Regions from separate parts of the Mus musculus genome. Here region 2 is linked to region 1. The links are chromatin contacts, called in public HiChIP or PLAC-seq maps. All regions are on one chromosome and are shown on one strand. The core of a region is the stretch at or near the end of the contact, and the rest is flanking DNA. Distances in the headings are between cores, read along the strand shown.

Region 1 (7,060 bases), core at 2,255-4,754:
AGCATGGTCAATAATCCATCTCTGACCTCACTGTTTGGGAAATTGCGAAAGGAAGGTTGGGAAGAGACCACCTGACATCCTCCCTTTAGCCCAAAGACAATGAGGAGGGAAACAGAGATCGCGCAGAAAAAAATGTCTCAGCAAATCTGAAATAAAATTCCTGTAAACAGGCAATGGGGGAGGAGGAGACTTGCACTTAATCTATGGTCTTCAGAGAACATTGAGGGCAGCAAGTACTTCAGAGTAAAGGGAGAAAACTTAGAGCAAACAAGTGGCAGAAAATCAAGGACAGTGCAACGAAAATAAATTGAGACTGACCGTTCCTTCCCAGGCTGAGCTATACACTAGAATCTCCTCACACAACCCAGACCTCTAAGCTAGTATTATTTACTACTTTCTAAAATTTTTCCTAGAAGTCTGTGATAGCGGTTTATGCCTGTGATCGCAGCACCTGGAGACTAAGGCAGAAGAAGGTTGCTGCGAATTTGAGTCCTGGCTGAGCTGTCCTGTGAGATTCTGTCAAGAGACAGAGACCTAGAGAGGGAGAGGAGAGAGAAAGAAAGAGGAAGGGAGAATGAGGGAGGGAAGGAAGAAAATCAATCTTGAGGGCATCTGTTTTACATGCTCAATGTTGCTATTTTCCACATTATGTTTGTGGTGTATTTTAAAGTTGGCTGTGATCAAAGTTTAGGTGAAAAAAAAAAACATTCTTACAGAAGGATAGAAGTTGACTAGATAGTAATTATTTCCATTCACGCCACAGCCAACTGAAAGAATATTCAGACTTTATAAAAAAGAAAACTTGAAAACAATAATCCTTTTGCTAAAAGTTAGCTTCTTAAATGGCTATTTTCTTTGTTTTATTTCATCACAATTTTTTCTCCTACCACTATTTTATTAAACATTTTCTCATGATGTTATACATTCTTTTTTAAAAAGATTTATTTATTTATTATGAGTACATTGTCATTGTCTTAAGACACACCAGAAGAGAGCATCAGATCCCATTACAGATGGTTGTGAGCCACCATGTGGTTGCTGAGAATTGAACCCAGGACCTCTGGAAGAGCAGTCATTACTCTTAACTGATGAGCCATCCCTCCATCACATTTTATTTCATAAATTTATATTCTGAATGAATTGAGAGACAGGAAATAGGAAAGGGGAAAAAAAACCTAGTGAAGAGGCCCAGCTAGTCAAGAAGGCAGATGGCAAATTAATGATTAAAATAGAGAAAAAGCACAGTGATAATGCAATGCTGTTGGAGAGCAGGGAGACCTTTGTTTGCTCCCTGCTGTACCTGTGGCACCAGTGACAGTCCCTGACACTACTGGATGTTCACTGGTTACATAGTTCACTGGTTAGATACACTTGAAAGCGTGACCTCAAAAGATGTCTCTAGTGTTCCATATTAGGGTGCCATAATTACTGGAATGATCGTAACATTAATACATGAAATCTTAAATTTACTTCTTATGGAGAGATGGTCTGATAGGAATTACAAGCCTGTCCAGCCAAGCTGCAGACTTTGCCTAACCAAAACTTCCAAAGAAATACAAATTGATACAGGAGAATTCCTTGTGGGTAGCTGGCTTGTCTGAGATGGGGGGAGGGGATCCCACTTAAGTACTTCATATCATTTTTCTCTAAACTAGGGAGGTTCGCCCAGTTTCCAACCCTCCAGGTGTGTCTTTAAGAGTGTATAATGTTGTCTAGGTACTCTTCAAAGACTCACAGTGGCTGGCCATGAACACTCCTGGCAGTGCCACAGACTGGAGGGAACTCTGTAACTGCACATCAGTGAAGAACAGTGTGGGCTTCCATTTTCCTTGTGCACGTTAGGTGAGTTCACATCAGAGTCCCTAGACTGAGAAGAAGAAGAGAGGAAAGAGATCTTTTTCTTCCTTATGAGTTCTTGAGTCAAAAAGTAAAAGCGAGTTAAGAACCATTTTCCTTGTGTCCTGTGGTATGTTTATCCTCAACTCACAGGACCTTTAAGTAATGCTTTTTTTTTTTTAACTTGCTGATTCAGTAAATATCTGCAATGCTGTATATATTGCCAAATAACATACTAGGCTCCAGGGAAAAAAAGTGAACTCCTGTGTTTTTTTGTTGTTGTTGTTGTTGTTTTGTTTTTTTTTTTTTTAGTAGGTTTACAGGAAGGAGAGAAACCAATAAGCAAATACATAAACTGTATGCAAAAGGTTTAAAATGTCATGACTGTGGGAGGTAATTGGCGAAAAGTAGTTCTAAAGCCAGCCTTGAGCTCACATTCCGCCTTGCTGGTATTATTTATTTGCTATTACTTATTTGTTTTCTCATTCCTGACAGGTTGTATGAACAAATAGATGATGACTTCTTAGACTTCAGTTTCTTCCCACGTTTGCTTTGGATAGTCTTAAATCATAGGACCCCTAACCCTAATTCTAACACAGGTCAATTCCCTCCCCTAGGCCCCGAGGTCACATTGCTTCTGCCAAGGGTTGCACACCATCCCGAGGAGGCCTCATATTCTTTTTTCTCTTCTCTTCTCTTCTCTTCTCTTCTCTTCTCTTCTCTTCTCTTCTCTTCTCTTCTCTTCTCTTCTCTTCTCTTCTCTTCTCTTCTCTTCTCCTCTCCTCTCCTCTCCTCTCCTCTCCTCTCCTCTCCTCTCCTCTCCTCTCCTCTCCTCTCCTCTCCTCTCCTCTCCTCTTCTCCTCCTCTCCTCTCCTCTCCCCCTCCCCTCTCCTCCTCTCCTCTCCTTCTCCCCATCCCCTCTCCTCCTCTCCCCTCCCCTCCCCTCCCCTCCCCTCCTCTCCCCTCCCCTCCCCTCTCCTCCTCTCCCCTCCTCTCCTCTCTTCTTTTTCCTTTCCTTTCCTTTCCTTTCTTTTCCTCCTTTTCTTTTCTTTTCTTTTCTTTTCTTTTCTTTTCTTTCTTTCTTCCTTCCCTCCCTCCCTCCTTTCCTTCCCTTCCTTCCTTCCCTCCTTCCTTCCTTTCTTTCCTTTCTCCTAACACAAGATGATGGTGCAAAGAGCCAGAAAACTAGCTTCTGTACGCAATTTTGAGCACAAGAAAACAATAAAACCCAAAGATCAAAACCCTAAAGGGGACAACGGCCAGTGGCTCAAAGCTAAAGGAGAAGGTGGTGCACAATCCAAATCCACGCCCCAGCCTTTGCCCTCCTTCCGCCCCAGGAAGGCCGACAGACAAAGCCACCCGGTGAGTCCATGAGTAGGGGAACAATGCCCTGGCGCTCAGCACAAAACGAAAGTCCGCTGCGGGGCCCGAGGGGATGGCAGGCCGGGGCGCCTTGGGCCCACGCGTCCCGACCCCAACTCCCGACGCCATTCAAGCAGACACCGCGCAGAACAAGGTCAGCTCTGTGCAGCGCGCGGCGGCAGCGCGGCCACCCCTGCTCCCGGGAAGCCCAGCGACGACATCGGGAAAGGCGCCCACGGAGAGCTTACGAGCCCCACGATCCCCGAGCCAAGCGCCCAGCCGGGAAGTAGAGCCGTCCGCGCGCGGAGGGAAACGCCGGGTGTAGTGCGGTTTGTCCTTGCTCTTATAAGCATGCTGCTCCCGGAACCGCTGCCTTAGACCGAGTTCGGGTTATTTTCTGGCCAGGATTCTACCTTCTGTGAGCCTGAGGATCCGTCATCTGCGCACTCCAGTGGCCCAGCGGCCGCCCAGCTCCAGCTTCGGGGACGTTCTGGGCCTGGATTGCATCCGAGGGTGATTGCGCCCACTTCCAGGGAGCAGGTTTTACCAGTGTCTGTTCTGGTCAGTGGAGTGCTGTTCTGGTCAGGATGGTGAGGAGTAATGAGGATAATGCAGGTAACACTGTCTAAAAGCACATCACACCCTCAAGAAGGAACCTAGCATTAACTCAGTGTTAATACAGGTAACAACTCACAAGGATCTGAAAACATAACATGAGGAAAATCGCAGAAAAGATCACGACCAACTAGAGTCCATGTTTAAAAGCTGTAAACAAAGCCTTTGCCTGGCCAGAAAACGAAAGTAGTACACTGCAGGCTGGACAATAACTTTATAGCTCAAAAGCAGTGGTGATTACATCACAGTTGCCACAATTCACAGAAGTGTAATCTAAAGGTATATAAAGTTTATTCTGCTCAAACTGTAAGTAAAATAATGTCCTCAAAAGTTGGCCGAAGTAGGGTGTCTGTTTTGGGGGAGAAGCTGCTGCTAGGGGGTAGGTGACTGAGAGACAAGCTGATAGGAAAAAAATATTTACTGCTTAGGAAATTTACATGAGCCTTAAAAGCATCCTTCTCAGAACTAAGTCCTCTAAGAGTAGATTCACTCCAACAATAGAAAGAAAATATCCTAAAGAACAATATGGCAATGTTGTTGCCTAAAGAACACCCAGAGCAATTGATGTACTTCTCCAGATTTACTTAGCCCCACCAACCTCACCACCACCTCTGCTTCGTGGTGTCCAGGGCTGGCCTTTCTGCGGAGGGTTCCACTCCTGTTCCCTCCCTGACAGATAACCCCCAACAAATGAGGGTAAAGATTCAACCCTGCTTCCTTATAGGGGCCCTGATGGTGGAATGTTCTGCCTCTATCTGCCCAAGGTCCCAGCGCAAGGTGAGTTAGAACAGTATGAGACAAACCTTCACAGAGGCAGAAAACAAACACTACCCGGCATATCAGTCTCTACCACGGACACTCCCAAGGCTTGAGCTTTGCCTGAAAGCTGCAGAACGAACAGTCAGCTACACTTTCTCATACGTGTTCACTAACGTGCTACTTTGTATCTGTTTTCCTTTCTGTTTAGGAACAGTCAGCTGTACTTTCTCATAAGTGTTCACTAACGTGCTACTTTGTATTTGTTTTCCTTTCTGTTTAGGAACAGTCAGCAGTACTTTCTCACAAGTGTTCACTAACGTGCTACTTTGTATCTGTTTTCCTTTCTGTTTCTCCTTGCTCTTGATGCCCTGGGATTCCATCTTCTCATCAAATCTTAACACTTAAAATTGCCCTCAAGGTTAGCTTTTCTTTGGCAGTGTTTGGGTGTTACGTATACTTTCCTAAAGATTTCACAACCATGACAAACTTTTTTTTTTCTCTCTCTGTTTTGGCTCTGGATTACTGTCTCATTAAAGTGCTAGTTTAGAAGGCAATCGGTTGAGAATCATTGCCAAATATTTGGGCTTGGGAGAGAGATAAAAGTTTGGGCTTCTATTTATTTGGTTTCAATTGGTGTTTCCTCATACAAGCTAATTCCTAGATCATAGGCTCTTACATGCTTTCAACATTTGGAAGTATGAAAAGTTGAGATGCATGTTTGTGTAAAACAAAAATACTTTCAATTATGCTTATAAAACTGTTAATCTGGATCTCTAATTATATGTTTTAGTGCATCTTCACAAAGCTGTTTTGCTTGTTCTAAAATCACTAGGAGAAGATAAATTATGAGCCTTTTACCGCAACCTCTAGCTCACAGTGCTTTGCAAAACAATTTTTCTTGACACTATTTTAAATATAAGAGCATTAGGTTCATGATTTTAATAATAATTGCACAGGTTTGTGGCAACATGTTTATTGAAGATTCATCAGACACATTCTGCCTCCCACCTGGCTTGCCAATCATCTGTAATTTGATCAACAGTAATTCGAGATGGGACTCAGTAGGGTCAGATGTTAAATAGAACATTTCCACTTTTCTAACCACAAAATCCTCCCTCTCTTGGCCACTTAAAACCTGTTACATAATCTGCAAACACATGAATGTAATGATTTCTGCTGCAGGCCTTGGTAAAGATCACATACCTGCAAACTTGCTTTTCTATTGCAGTTTACTGCTTAAAATTCTAGCCTTGAAAGCCACTTAAAATACATAATCTGCTTTCATCTACATCTGTAGCTAGTGAATTGGTGTTTGCAATGAAAACTTTTTCTCTTATTGTGTTTACAATTTTTAATATTTGCACTTGAAAGCCATCCCATCTGAATTTAATTATGACAAAAAATGAAGCGAGGCTGTACAGATAATGTGTACATTTTCAAAGAAAGAAAAAGACATTTAGGGATATCTTAGGTTATTCATATCTATGCAATATCAAACGTTATCTTAATAAAGGAACAGAAGAGTATCTCCTTAATTTATGGCTGCTAGTTCTTCCCAAATTTATGAGTATAGACAGTGTTCAGCAACCATGCAGTTTTATACTTACAAAATAGGCACTGGCCTCAGTAGTAGGTCAAAAGCTGGCCGCAATTGTGTCCCATTACTCAAACACTTTTAGAATTCTTATGCCACTAGTGTCTGAGTCACATTATTTTAAATGACATGTTCAGTGTTAACAAATCTCCACCCCCCCCCCCCGAGCAGATCAAACTGTTAGAAATATCTGAAGGTCACTTGCAACCACAGCTAGCTTACCGGCATTGTTTAACAGGTGAGATTTCAATGAGAAGGAAGGAAATTGAGTGAACTGAGCAGCACATAAAACACAACAACCAAACCACCACCATCATCATCATCATCACCACCATCATCGTCGTCATTGTCGTCAAGAAAGGACTGAAGAATGATTGCATGAGAAATGGATGAATTAGATAGAGACCAATAAAATGGATCAATTCAAAAAGAAAGGTCAAGGAGGAGAAATCCCTGAATTTTTTATTTAATGAAATATACAGAGCATAAATAAAACTACAAAACACAAAGGAGACAGCAGTGATAAGGAGTATGTTTTAAAATTACCTTAATTATAATTAATTATTAATTATAATTACTATGTAATTATATTTTTGAGTACAGTTACATGAATGAATCACAATTTTTCACTCCCTAATTGGTAACCAATTAGACCGTTATCCAGTATTCTGCCATCACATAGCAGTGGAATGTCTTTGCTTATTATTTAGGAGAAGACATCATTGAATGTTTTTACCTATTAGTTAGATTGATGCCTAGTAATGAAAATAAATTTCAGTATCTGAGTATGTATTTCTAAGCCTTTATCCAGAAGGGTAGAATTTGTATCAATTTGAAAGTATATGCAAAAAACATGTGGAAGGTTTGAAGGTGGTGGACGGACGAGTGCCATTT
Region 2 (7,060 bases), core at 1,415-3,914, 560 kb before region 1:
TTCCGCTAAGCTTTGTATTCTAAAAGGCTTACACAATCGAGCAACATAGATACACTAAACATACAAAGACACCAGAACAGTGAACACAGAGCTACTTAGAAGTCTTTTACATAGACATTAATTTAACTTCTACTTCTAAAAAAGGAGATAACTGCCCTCAAACAACAAGGGCAAGGTGCATAGGAAGTCATGAGTTAATCACATAGTAAACGTGATCCCCTGAATAAATGAGTAACTATCTTGTTGGGTGAAGGAAGGTTGCACAGATTGTGTGGTCTCACACGTTCTGCTCATGAGATGCTCCAACCATTAGTCTCCATCCATATCCATAAAAGCCCACCAGGCGGAGAACATGGTCATATTCCTCCCCTGTAGCCTCTCCCGCTCCTGGGGAATCCCCCAATTTTCTCTAAATAAATCAGTGTTCACTTTCCTCACTCTTTGCCCATGCTTCCATATTCTTCTTGGATATGAGACAAGGAATTGAGAATCCAATGGCTTCGGGGTGACTTTGGTTACTAGTGATTGCCTAAGATCCTAGCACGGAGAACTAAACTCAGTAAGAGCCAAGAAAAGGTCCACCCTCTCAAAGAACTTGCAGTGTGTGTTTTGTGTGTGTGTTGTGTGTGTGTGTGTGTGTGTGTGTGTGTGTAGTGTGTGTGTGTGGTGTGTGTGGTGTGTGTGTGGGGTGTGTGTGTGTGTGTGTGTGTGTGTGTGGTGTGTGTGTGTGTGTGTGTGTGTGTGTGTGGTGTGTGTGTGTGTGTGTGTGTGTGTGTGTGTGTGTGTGTTTGGGCTAGAGGCCAGCAAGCCTGAGAAATCCTCCCATTTCTATCTTCTCTCACCACTGTTATGATTATGAGGACTTGCATGGTTGTGCCCAGCTTTTATGTGTGTGCTGGGGATTTGAACTCAGGTCCCCATGCCTGTGCAGCAGGTACTATCACACTAGACAACTCCCCATCTGAAGTTTCTACTTTTGAAGCAAATTTTAAAATATTTATCTAGGTAAACACATGTTTACTGCATTGGCAAAAATAAAAAAAAATCTAGACTTCTAACAAATTTTCAGACAATGTACTCCAATAGAATAATTTTCTGATGTTCCTACGAGTTCATATATACAAAACCCAAGTGCTTATTTGGTTGAGATAAATAAATTTAGAACAGGTTTAAATAGAAGGTTTGCCTAAATGGCAAGTATATAATAAAAAGTAGAGATGTTTAAAATTTTTTATTAGCCATTTTGTGTTACAAATCCAGAATCAATATATATTATATGAAAGAGAATACTTGTTCATCATTTTATATGTGTTAAGCATATGTGCCTTTAACTATACAAATATTTTCACAATATTCGAATGTTTGGACACACATCTCTGTGCCTGTTTAGTCACAGATGGGAAGGGTTTGAAAGCCATAGAATCACCTTAAAGTAATAGCATGCATAAAGTGCCCATGTAACAAGCTTGACAGAAGCAGGAACTTAAATGAATCTGGACTTTGTCAGAACTCCTTTCCTTAGTACTCAAAGCCTGACAAAAGCAGCAGGAAGCAAACAAAACCTGCTCAGCTAAGTCAATGCCTTTTTGCAAACCCCACTGAGAGCAGAACAGTATTTTAGACAAAGGCTAGTTGCTTTTAGATCAGGCTAGCCTCAATCCTGCAGCAGTCCCCATGCAACTGTCTTCTGAATGCTGGGGTTGCAGGGATTCTTCACTATGACTGACCATAAGATTTGTTCAAGGCATTCAGACTTTCTTAGAACATTGGCCTACTTGTAGTTAAGTTCCTATTTTACATTGGAGCACCAAATTTTGTCCTTACTGCTTATGGTGGCACAAGGTTGTAACCCATCACTTGGCAAATTGAAGAAGAAAGGTCAGAAGTTTAAGGTTATCGTTGGCTACATAGTGAGTTGTAGGCTAGCCTAGGCTACATGAGACCCTGATTCAAAATAAAGATGATTTTTAAAAATTGCTTAGATACACATATTAAGTGTCTGCTTTTAATCCATGAACCAGGGAGGCAGAAGCAGGAAGATCTCTGTGAGTTCAAGGCAAGCCTACTTTACACAGAAAGTTCTAGAAGAGACCAGACTATGAGCATTGTGAAAGCCTATCTCTTTAAAAAATATATTACATTTTGAAACATCTTGAAACATATATTCAAAAACAGCAGCAAGGACAATGAGTAGATTTATCACTTGATCTGTTAAGTATACTTCATATATGAGATAACCATGTTTATAAAGGAGTTATAAAATGGTTGATAAAAGATTTCAACCTAAACAAGTTTAAATGAGCCAGATCCTGTTAAAAGCTCTACAAAACTAAACAGGAAACATGAATCATTTAATTACTATCTTTTAAAATTAAGCCCTTTGAAAACATAACTAAAGTAAACCAGCGTCCTAGGAAGTCTAGCTGCTTTGAATATAAAGCATTAAAGCCTTCATAGCTAGGGATTTGAGGATGGCTCAGTGGATAATGGATTGGCCTACAACTGTGAGGGGCAGAACTTGTATAATGTTGGACAAACCTGAGCCTGGCTCAATTTTCAAGACCTGTCGTTCTTCTCCACTTAAGAATGACTCAGCAGGACCTACCAACCTGAATGAGACAGCCTCTGCCTAACCACTGCTGATGTGTCAATTTCTTATAGGACCCGTGAGATCGCCCCCAGCCTTTGTCATCTCACTCCACCCCATGTGTCATCTCACCCCATACCCCTATCCTCACCTCCTTGTCCTGTCTATATAAACAAGTGCCTAGTTTAATAAAGTGAGTTCCTGCTTTAACAGACTCCTGGCCCAGGTGTGTTTGTTTTGGGCCTTGACACTCACCATTCCGCTCAGCCCCAGAGACTGGACCTGTGGACAGTATAAAACCTGGAATCTCAGCACTAGGAAAATGTAGAAAATTATTACAAGCCCCAGGCAGTCTGGCCTACATAGTGATCTTCATATTTGCATAACAGCTCAACAAAGCTGTTCCAAAGGGATTTTTATTTGGTTGGGTTTTTTTTTTGTTTGTTTTAACTTTTATGATTCTTATGTGAATTTCACATCATTCACACCAACCCTACTTTTACTGGCTGGTTTTCCTTTGTCAACTTGACACACGCTGGAGTTATCACAGAGAAAGGAGCCTCCCTTGAGGAAATGCCTCCATGAGATCCAGCTGCAAGGCATTTTCTCAATTAGTGATCAAAGTGAGAGCGCCCATTGTGGGTGGTGCCACCCCTGTGCTGGTAGTCCTGGGTTCTATAAGAAAGAAAGCTGAGCAAGCCAGTAAGTAACATCCCTTCATGGCCTTTGCATCAGCTCCTGCTTCCTGACCTGCTTGAGTTCCTATCCTGTTCTTTGGTGATGAACAGCAATGTGGAAGTTTAAGCTGAATAAACCCTTTCCGCCCCAACTTGCTTCTTGGTCATGATGTTTGTGCAGGAATAAAAACCCTGACTAAGACACTACTCATCTCCTGGAACCTCTGTGTCCACCCACCACCCTTGAACCCCCCCCAAAAGAAAATAAAAAACAAACAAAATATGTCATTGTAGAAGTGAGTGTGTCACCCTTTTGTCCACACATCTTTACTTGCAAATCTTCATTGCAGTGAGTCATTGGTCTGGTTTGAGGTCTCTGGCTTCTGCTATACTACCAATACTCGATTCTCACTGGGACTCCTCTCAGATAGCCTGTTGTTGCCCTGTGTCATGGAGATCCTATCCTGTAGCTTTGGGCCTCTGGGTGTCTTCCACTCTCCTGTCCCCACATTCAGTAAACTCTGGGTGTCTTCCCCACTTTATATGGCTTGGCAGGTGGATAAGCCTCTTCCCAGAGTTTTTAAGACAAAAGTATAGGTTCTGACAGCCTCATCAGGGTCAGCTCACCTGCCAATTCACCATTTAAAGACATGGTTACAGCAGGGAAAGGATATTTTTTTATTCTGTTTCATTAGAAAGAGGACAAATCTAGTCAAGATGTGGTTCACCCAAACATTGCTCATGGTCTTAACTCAAGTCTGTCAGGTTGTACTGAAGGTGTTCTGTCATCTAAGGTGGCTCAATAAGTCATTAATTATTAACCTGTTCATTGCTGAGAGGTTAGCCTCACCCTCCTAGATAATTCTCTTCATGGGAAGGTAGGTCTGTCCTGTAATTCAAAATGGAGAAATAATTAGAGTTAAAGTTAAGGTCAAAGACTTGTTGAGAGGACAGAGTTATCCAGAGTCAGGCTGACTCCATGACAGGCTGCAAACTGGCAGTTTGGGAGACTCGGCCTAAGTTTCTGTTTCCCAGAATTAGAAAAGTCCAAAACAAGGCAATTCCAGAATAAAACACCCTTCATGGGCAGCCACTCAGGAAGCTGCCCCTCCACTTAGCCTGAGCCAACCTCACGGGCAGCTAATTAGAAGCTCTTGAAGCTGCCCCACCACCTAGTTTGAGGCAGGCAAGTATAGTTAACCAGTCAAAGTCCCCTAACATACCCCAGCGCCTTAACCAATCACAAAGGCACCCAAACCCCTGGTGATAGAACCAACCAATCAAGGGAAAGAAAGGTAAAAGTCACCCACTGCTACCCTAACAGGCGTTAAATTGACCCTGCAAAATCCACACCTCTGTCTTCCATCCTGAAGTATGGTGGACCTCTGCCTGCAGGTTCTCTGCTGAATAAATACTCTTTGCTGTTGCATACTGTTTGAGTCTAGGGTATCATTCTTGCCAAATCACAGACCCTTACATTATTTGTTTCTGTGTCTTCAGTATAAAGTACAGACACAGATAGAAATAGAGACACCAAAACTTCTATCCTGTTTTTAGTTACCTTGTATAAGGAGCCAATCCCTCTGAACCTACCCTACCATCAAAATGAGGTTGCAAGTATCTGCCTGATTACGGCTTGATTATCTCTGTAGTTTCAGCCTTGGTACTGGATGGGGGGGGCAGCGTATGAGGTAGGTTTGACAGATGCTCTGTGAGTGACCACCATGGTAAATGCTAACTGTCAACTTGACAGAATCCACAATCATCAGGAAAAGACCTCTGGGCATGCCTTGATTGAGATAATTGATGAAGGAAGACTTATCTTAATTGTGGGCAAGTCATTCCCTGGACAGAGGATCCCTAACTGTGTAAATGGAGAAAGAGAGAAGGGTGATAGGCAACATGTTCGTCATTCTCTGCTTTCCCTACGGATTCTATGGGACCGAGTGCTTCAAGCTTTTGCCAGCTTGGCTTAAGTGCCATGATGGACAAGATCTTAAACAATGGGTTAGACTGGCACCACTTTCTCCCTTGAAATGCTTTGTCAGAGTATGTTATCCCCCCAAGACAAGAGAAACTTTGATAGTGCCTTTGCAGAGTCAAGCAGGAGTCTGATCCAAAAGAGAAAAGACAGATGCAGAAGGAAAGAACTCCCAGGCTCTTATCTGTATTTAGTTGGCCAAGAAGAGGAGTCTACAAGTTTCATAAAAGCAGTTCTCAAGTAGCTTTTCAAATAAGACACACCTCTGTGCATCCTCTCGGAAGATCTTAGGTTTGAGGTTCGAGGGGGTGACACTCAGCTGTACTGTCTTTTGGGGTAAGAGATTGATCAGGAGATTTATTAATGCCTCAGACTGCAGAATGGAGTCTAAGGAGACCCTTAGAGGAGACCATATCCATATGGCAGAATGGAGGTCACTTACAGAGTTCTAAAAAAAAAATGTCGGAGGCTCTATGTCACATCTATAGTGTGTGCTTGCAGTCAGCTGACTCTGAATCAGCAGAGGGTGGGGAGGGTGAGAATCTAGAAATACAGATGACTTTAGTTCATACCAGATTACTGTAGCTTCAGAAATGGCCAAAGCTCAACCAAAATGGGGGCACTTTTACAAAACAGAGTTGGCCAGGCTAATGGGACATGAGGAGGAATGTGGGTAGGCCTTACTGACCCCCCCCCCCCCAGATCCATATCATGAAGCCGTTCCTGCCACCTTTAATTATGTTCATAACTATCCATGTTTTCATCATGCCTACTATAAGGACATGGATCTCTCTGTCTTTGAGTCCTTTTTTTCCCTCTCTTTATGAAAGGTCTCATGCCACACAAAACTTATTCTTAATAAATATATGGCCTTTCTTTTCATAATCTGTCCTTTGTTCCAGGGGCCTCCCTTAGAACTTAGCAATAGGAAAGAGAGGTATTTCCATATTCACAGAACTCAGAATTGGCTTTCCTAAGCTGTAAGTGACATAGCGGTCTCCCTTCACCCCACAAACCCCCAAGAAGCATCACTTTTGATAAAGAAATCCAGTTACAACAAACCCACAGCAAATTATAAATTATCTGGTTAATTTAACATGCCTAATTTAGCACAAGTGGGTCTGTAAAATGACTTTAAAAATAGATTCTACCCCAGTTGCTGACACTGAAGCCATCTGCAGGTCCTGTTCCCTTTCTCAGACAGCAAAGCTCTCAGAGTTCAGCCCTCACATCCCTCACACACAGTGCACTTGAGTTTTCTGGGTAATTAGCACGCAAATGTGTATCTCAGTGCAAGATCATACAGGAGCCTCCAATGCTCCTGCTGAGGAATTGATTCTGTTGGAAGGTGTGTTTTTCATGTAGGCATGCCTGTGTGACTATGGACACAGAGTAAATTCTCACTCTGCAGCAAGGTGAGGAAGGTGCATGAGGTGACACTGGTCAGCACAGTGGGTGAAAATGTGCGGTCCCTTGGGTGCTCTGAGAACGCTGGTTGAAACATGGGTGCCTTAAAGAACATTGACTTTGAGTGAAAATTACATTTTGCAGGTACCTAAAATATTGTTTTAAAGAGCTAAGAGTAGCTTCCAGGAACAAAATACTTGGATGAACTTAGGAATGTTAGAAGAGTATAGCCGGCCACACAGCCACAACTTCACTGGTGTGAATGGAAGGACTTTGTGTCTACAACTTCAAAGGCTGATTGGCTGACTGGAATTTCAGTAGTTATGAAGAGGTTGGAATGTTGCATGTCCAGAGCCAGGTTGTCTATCATGGCCCCTGGAATAGGCATTTATTGCCCATGTGTGTGAC

Evidence for each region. HiChIP or PLAC-seq counts read pairs in DNA pulled down with a chosen protein or histone mark.
Region 2: a FOXA1 HiChIP or PLAC-seq map of pancreatic cancer cells shows a contact between it and region 1. The contact joins two enhancer-like sites. A contact is called at or near these places in 1 of 484 Hi-C or Micro-C datasets (bone marrow-derived macrophages) and 10 of 115 datasets of contacts at active chromatin or transcription factors (the 230-238 cell line, the NIH/3T3 cell line, bone marrow-derived macrophages and 7 more).

What each region holds. Positions count from the first base shown.
Region 1 is chr2:18,763,570-18,770,629 of GRCm38.p6, reverse strand. No RefSeq gene overlaps it. Among named protein-coding and RNA genes, the nearest start is that of Gm3363, 6.2 kb to the right of the region's middle. Within about 2 kb of position 3,504, at least 399 of the 459 cell types and tissues checked have an H3K27ac peak or open chromatin away from gene starts, as enhancers often do. A contact at or near this core is called in pancreatic cancer cells, where this site is marked.
Region 2 is chr2:19,323,600-19,330,659 of GRCm38.p6, reverse strand. No RefSeq gene overlaps it. Among named protein-coding and RNA genes, the nearest start is that of 4930447M23Rik, 17 kb to the left of the region's middle. Within about 2 kb of position 2,664, at least 27 of the 459 cell types and tissues checked have an H3K27ac peak or open chromatin away from gene starts, as enhancers often do. A contact at or near this core is called in pancreatic cancer cells, where this site is marked.